Linked DNA regions of Drosophila melanogaster: region 1 is linked to region 2. A link is a contact called in public HiChIP or PLAC-seq data. All regions are on one chromosome and are shown on one strand. Each heading gives the region's core, a stretch centred on a gene start, on an enhancer-like site or on the middle of the called end of the contact. The rest is flanking DNA. Distances are from core to core; before and after follow the strand shown. Region 1 holds the start of lncRNA:CR43461 (long non-coding RNA:CR43461). Region 2 holds the start of lncRNA:CR45668 (long non-coding RNA:CR45668).

The links. HiChIP or PLAC-seq counts read pairs in DNA pulled down with a chosen protein or histone mark.
Region 1: an H3K27ac HiChIP or PLAC-seq map of the Kc167 cell line shows a contact between it and region 2, with 2.9 times the contacts expected there. The contact joins the promoter of lncRNA:CR43461 here to the promoter of lncRNA:CR45668 in region 2. A contact is called at or near these places in 1 of 107 Hi-C or Micro-C datasets (the S2 cell line) and 1 of 6 datasets of contacts at active chromatin or transcription factors (the Kc167 cell line).

The regions. Positions count from the first base shown.
Region 1 is chrX:6,731,386-6,735,065 of dm6, reverse strand. It overlaps lncRNA:CR43461 (long non-coding RNA:CR43461), which reads right to left and starts at 2,349. Exons shown (of 2, transcript NR_047772.1): 1 at 2,199-2,349. The region is part of intron 1 of CG3168; the gene reads left to right.
Region 2 is chrX:5,898,493-5,902,059 of dm6, reverse strand. lncRNA:CR45668 (long non-coding RNA:CR45668) reads left to right here and starts at 2,071. Exons shown (of 3, transcript NR_123807.1): 1 at 2,071-3,005. It overlaps Act5C (Actin 5C), which reads right to left and starts at 1,199. Exons shown (of 2, transcript NM_001297986.1): 1 at 1,047-1,199.

The sequences.
Region 1 (3,680 bases), core at 1,100-3,599, 830 kb before region 2:
CATCGGTTCTAACCGGTTCGCACTGGAGACTGCAGACTGGAGACTGTAGACTGTAGACTGAAGAATGCAGAATGTGCCTCACGTTCTTCAGTTGTTTTCCTCTACATCGATGTCGTTGAAATTGGGCATTGAATTGATTTCTGCTTAAGCCACATGGTTAGTCATGCTCCTCTCGCTCTCTCATTCTTGCTTTGGCCCATTGGAAACGGAGTCCTCTGTCCCCCCCCTTTTTCCCTGTATATAAAACCGATCTTTTTTTTTTGTTCCCCTTGCCTTAATTGATATTGAGCATGCAATGATTAATCAATCCCGAGCTGCGAGCTGAGCGCGTTCATTCGACAGTAGGAGCTCCTCAGATGGGGAAATGTTGTGAGTGGTGAGTGGGGGAGAGGGTGATGCTACGAGGGGAAGAGCAGAACAGATGGACCATAGACACTGCGTAGCCAAAAAGTGATTTGGCACTTTAAATGCACGTGACCCAAGGAATTCACTGTGCGTCAGTGGCAAAGTTTATAAACAAGAGTATTAGTATTAGAAAAGCCCCCTTTAAGCCAATTATAATGGTGATGTTTTGAACGTTATAATGTTGCGGCTCAGCGAAATGACAGATCGTAAAGCTAAAGATAGGCCATTGAGGTGGAAGCGATAAGCTGGATCTTAACCCTGAACATCACTGGGGTAGAATCCACAGAGCCGCAATCATGTACGAAATCAATTGAAAGCCCCCCCCCATCAAATACACCTATTTACTGAGCTCCAAAAGCAATCAAGAATTCGCCTATGATCTTGAATCTATTTATGTGCGGAGGGTTCAAGGCGAGGTCAGTGCAGTGCATACCCCTAAAATGACCGAGGTTCTATGTTCTCGGCTCTGTTGTTAATTGATGGGAAAGAGAGTTTTTTTTTCTTCTTTTTGCCAATGAAAATACAAATAAGGAAGTGGTATATCAACAATGAATTTGGGTCTTGAAGTGAGTTATCAAATTGAATTGTTGTTTAGATAATATGTACATACTTTCTGCATACTTTTGAGCTAAGCCCCCAGAGAACCCATATCAAGGGGATGGCGCAGAAGTGGCAGAGTAGGCAGATTTATGCCTGGCAAACGGTCCGCCGATAAGCGGAGTATCTCCGTGTGGGTGGCCCATAAATCCCCAGTGGCAGCAGTCACAAAAAAAACATCAACAACTTTAAGCCGCAGCCTCATAAAGTCTACACAAATTTCCACTGACGTCAGTCCCACATGAGGAGCAGTGTACATAGCGATCAAGATCAGAAGACTAGGAGCGGATCGGGATGAGGGAGGGAGGGAGGGAGGGAGGGAGGGAGGGATGGATGGATGGATGGATGGATGGATGGATGGATGGATGGTTGGTTGCTTGGTTTGGGAGTTGACTTTGATGGCGTTTGGAGACGAGCCAACAAGGAATGGGCCTTGGCAGTCAAAGAACACACGTTGGGTTGTCCAAAAAGTACAAAAATACGGAGAAGGGAAAACAATATCAGATGGCCAGGTCACGAGGGCTGGCTGGTTGACACGGACGGACGGACGGACGGACGGACGGACGGACGGACGGACGGACGGACAAACAAGCGACTGGAAGTGATGACAAGCGGACAAACACCACTGAACTTGGACGCATGGCTGGCGGCTGGGCCAATATTTGTTTGGGATCCGCTTCGAGTTGCGAAAGATGAGTGACGAAAAGTAAAGCGACTTATTTTTAGCCGATCTACATTTCATTCGGCGGCACCCAGCCACCGAATTTACAAATAATGCTGGATTACAGGCCAAACACCTTGAAATTTTACCCTGCATTTCATATGATACCATTCGTACCATTTCATACTTTCCCCACTTAACCAATAATCTTAAACTAATCATAACTTAATCCTAAATCCTCGAAACCACTTAACAATTAAGTACTAAGAATGCTTAATCCTAGTTTGCATCCGAAATAAACTTAAAACTAAAGTATATTCTTTGAATGGCTTAACCTATCCCAAAAATTGGCACCCAACTTAATTATAATGTCCATCATAATATCTAAATATGTAGCGAGCTTATATCTATAAATAAATATAAAGCCTAGATATAGGTTCACTTAAAAATAAATATATATAAAATATATATATATATAATAAATACATATTATAAATAAGAAAATAAAATAAAATCTCCTAAATGAGGAGCCTACCTGGTCAGGTCCATGATGCACTGCATCCGGAACGAAGATGGGATGCCCCCATGGCTTCTGGAACCAGCTTGACACACACCGACACACACCGACATACACACCGCCCCACACCGACACACATACTATTACTATTACTACCACGTCATAATTTCCTTTCGACTGATTTATGAGGTGTCAGAGCCCCTATCCCATGATGATTGAGCCAGAATTGGTTGGGAATTGTAAGTATTGATGGGCGAAATTAATTTTACATTTCAATTACATGTACATTTACATTTTACAATTATGTAAATTACATTGTAACAATCTATATCTCTTGATATGTTTAATGTTTTTTGTTGAATGTTGTACATTACCTGTCTTTCAATGTTGCATATTCAATGTTGCATATTCAATGTTGCATATTTAATGTTGCAAATTCAATGTTGCATATTCAATGTTGCATATTCAATGTTGCATATTCAATGTTGCATATTTAATGTTGCAAATTCAATGTTGCATATTCAATGTTGCATATTCAATGTTGCATATTCAATGTTGCATGTTCAATGTTGCATATTCAATGTTGCAAATTCAATGTTGCAAATTCAATGTTGCATATTCAATGTTGCAAATTCAATGTTGGATTTCAATGTTGCAAATTCAATGTTGCATATTCAATGTTGCATGTTGAATGTTGCATATTCAATGTTGCATGTTGAATGTTGCAAATTCAATGTTGCATGTTGAATATTGCATGTTGAATGTTACATGTTACATATGTATATACATGTATGTATATTGTTTGTTGCAAATAGCAACTAAATGTTGATTGTTCCTTATTGAATGTTTGTTGTTGATTGATAGTTATTGAATGTAGATAATTAATACTGAAATAATTGTTAAGCATCGAATTTTGCATTTGTTTTTCATATATTAATATTTATCATCATAATGCGACGTAAACATTTCCTTGGAAATACAAGTTCTTTGCCAATTAAGGCCAAAGTTTATACGATATGGAAAGCTGTCTAGCATAATTTTTGGTTTCGATTCTGTTTCATGGCTGTTGGCTGCGGAAAAAACCTTTGCACACACAAAAAGATCACTTTTTTTTATGGAACTGAACAAAAAATTACGTAGATCTTTTGCCGCAGCCAGGGAATTGGCGGTCCTATGGCGTGTGAGTGAGGGGGGGGGGGGGTTTGGAATACAAGCACGCAAATAATTCCGACACATTCGAGGCGACAAAAAACGCGAGAGGCACCGAGTTCGCACGCACATATTTCATATTCGTAGATCTATTTCTGTATCGCCTGGATATTGTTGACGCGCGATTTTTTTGGGACCCTGCAGCGAATTCAATTCGAATATTCGATTGGTTTCGGCCAGGATTTTAGCCATCATTTTGCGATTGAACTTGACCTTTGCAAAGGCCAACGGTGCCCTTAGCTGGTGCAGACCGATCGCTGAACTGGTTCACACCCGTTTCCAAATCGACTG
Region 2 (3,567 bases), core at 822-3,321:
TACTGTAAACGCAAGTGGCGAGGCTGAGCTAAGCGACCGCACGGTTTGAAAGGAATGACTGGAATAAACCGACTGAAAGTGGCTGGTGAATGTTGAATGCCAGTTAACTGCGTTTTTCAATCGCTGCCTGCGTCGACGTCGCCATAGGCGTCGCTCGCTCTCGCCATCTCGCTCGCTCCGCGCCATGGTCGCTATGGGTGCGAAGGAGAGCGCTGGTGTGTTGAATTGCGGCGGCCAAGTTTTGTGACCATATATGGTCATGTTTCGAGGCGAAAAGCAAACCGTCGTCTGGCTTTCGCTCTCTCACACACACATACACTCTCTCTCGTTATTTTGCGCGTGAGTGTGTGTATATGAACGAATGCTCGAAGGTTTTCTCCATTTTTGCAACTACAACTTTGAAAAACCGGCAAAAATTTCTGCTTCAGCCAAAACGGCTGCCTACGTCACTATTTTCAAGAACCTGATCTAGTTTTACAGATTATAATATGCATATACTGTATGTATGTACATTTATGGATGATCTGGTGTTTTAGGGCGTGGGAAAAAAAGAAAGTGTTGGCGAATTGATTTGCAATTCGTAATTTGGCATATCTTTGGGTGAAATCGTGACACGCCCACATCAGCGAGCTTGGCTTTAAACACTATATTAGATCCTAACATTTGAGTTGGGGCTATTGAATTGCTTTGGTTTTTATAATTTCGTATAATTTGTATGTATATATCCTGAAATCTGCAGTTGTAATCCTGATTCTTGAGTTATGGTATTTGAAACCCTGGTTTTGTTAATTTTGATGTCTTTCGACCTATTGGTATTTTGATTGACAATTTAGGGCCAAACTTGGGTATTTTTGGAGTTTTGGTCAATACAATAACTCTTTAGCTCGTGGCTAGTATTTTTTGATCACTTTCAGCACTGGCACATAAAAAAATGTTTTGTTTACAAAAAAAATCACACATTTTCCGCGGCTTTTCTCGATTATTGCTTTTTCTTGGTGGGAGTGGTTCGATGGTGTTTTGTTGTTGGGAAGGGGAAAGCTACTTACATTTGGTGTGTTTTATTAAAATTAATTAAATAAATATAAATTAAGTCTTTCGGTTTGGTGTCTCTGGATTAGACGACTGCTGGCTGATGGAGCGGCTTTGTGTCGGGAGGAGTATCCACACAGCACAAGAACTCAAACGGTAGTGATATGAAAACTGGTCCCGCAGCCCGTTTTATAAAGCCCGCTTAGCGCTAAAACCTTATCAGCCGCAATGCTCTCCGCTCTCAAGTCGCGTTCAAAACTTTTACCATATATGGGTATGAATTGTTCGCCGATTGGGTTTTCATTTACGGAGAATTTCCTCCGCAACTGGGTGTTCGTGCTTGTGTGTGTCTTGTATATCGCCATGAAGAGTGTACTTCCATGGGTCCTATCAGTTGCGGCATGTGATTCAATTTGGGGGTTACTCATATTCGATACTTCAGCTGGTTATCTTTATGCTGTGATGGTCACGGTGCTTTTACACATTTTTTCCCCAACTACTCATTGTATGCCAAAACATACATATGTACATGTGTTTATAGTGGGTTTATTAGTAATGTCCAGCGATATTAAAACATTACAGTTAAATAATATTCATATTAGCTTACGTTTACTGCTATCTGCACTTCAAATTGGTTATTCCAGGGACATTTTGTGCAACACACATCTTCTAGTAGGGCATTCACTAGTCGTAGAAAACACACCTAACTTAAGCCGGTTTTAACAATAACGGCGAAACAGCTGCCAGACGAGAGAAAAGTACACAGCAAGAAGCATTTCTATAATGATGCCGTCCTAAATATGCAGCATTTTTGCTCAAATTGATCATTTCGTTGCATCGCTCAGGTGGTATAGTATTTGGCTATTGAATGTGATTGCTATCTTAATAGTTTTGAATAGTAATAGTGCAAATATTCATTCATAAAAAATAGGTAATCGATTTTTTCAGTGCAGTCTATGCGTTTGCGCAACAGAGACGAAGAGAGAGACGCCTCACACACAAGCACATGCGGTCTAAGCTGCTCTCCCTCTTTTTCTCTCTCTCTCTGGCTTGCGGCAGTTTTCCAGAGGCTGTGACTCAGTAAGCATTTCTTGTTGTTACCCTAACGATAAGCGTCCGATTCCTAATTCTCTTTCAAATAATTTGTTTTATTTTTTTTTTTGTGTGTTTTGAAGTCAAACAGCTTCATAAACAATATTAAATATCGCAATTGTTATTGCAAATGCATTCGTATCAGGCGCCTTGATGTTTTTCGCCAAAACTTCGTCTGCTCTTTGTCAGCGTAATTGCGTTTGCCGGTCGTGCCGTCTTGCTCGCACGCGGCTTGCAAACAAAAAGTGAAAGAGGGAAAGCCACCTGTGTTGTTGCTTTTGTTGCTATCGTTGGCTGCACACACATGGCAATAAGTAACCATATTGTAGACTTATTTATTTTAGCGTTTTCGTTGACTAATCTTTGTTTAAATAATTGCCTATTTCGAGCCAAAATGACGCATAAAAGGAAACGGCAACATGCGGTGCGTTGAGCATGCGTAAGCGAGATGGCGCTAGAGAGAGCGCAGCATAAAAAGAAAAAAACAACCGGCGAGTGGCGAGACACGAATAATACACACACGCACACATGGTCAAAGGAGTGGCTCCAACGTCGGTGACGTCGCGCCCAGCCACAGACCCCGCCACGCCCCGCCCCACCCTTCCTTCCGCTGCCCCGCACCCCTTTCCTTCCACTACCGTTTTGCCGCATTTGGTATTGCCATCTCGCTTTTTTGGCTTTACTTTGCTTTTTGAATAAGCCAAGAAACTGAAATCAAAGCGGACAGTCCGAAAATTGAATATTCCAAAAAACAACAATTGCACATGCACTGCGTTCGGCAAAAGACGCAGAAATTCAAGCCTTTTGGTCTGGCATCATCTTAAAATATCATCAGTATCATCATTGCCATTATAAATACATAAGAAAATGAGAATACATTAAAGGTATTTATTTTACAAACGCTTTACTTTATAAAAATACAACTATTATCGGAAAGCAATGCAAAATATGCCACTTAATTCCAGTTCTTTGTCATAGTCAACATATTTTGCAACAAAATTATCTATAGATAACATGTTTTTGTAGAAAATTCCACTAACTGATTTTCGTATAAATACAAATTATTCTCATTCTTCAAAATACTCGCCGACGTCATCGCGAAATTCCTCAGCATTCTTCGACAAATGAAGAGAGACAGCGAGTGACACAATCTTATCTTGCCGACGAGTCTTTGAAAATGGCCCCGGGTAACGGTGAAAAACATATAGCCAAGAATGGAGCGATCGCCAGGCGATGGAAATTGGCTTCAAATTGCTCCGAATATGGCCAGTTGGTCAGTTGGCATTGGATTGTGGAGAGATACTAGATCAGCTCGTTCTCCTTCTCCTCCGCATTCTCCTACTCCGCCCGAAGACGCTTCTTTGATCGCTTCTTTCTCGAATGTGTACATATTCATTATGTATTTGGTGTTTGGCGACGATCAGCCAGCTTTAATGGCCATAAAAC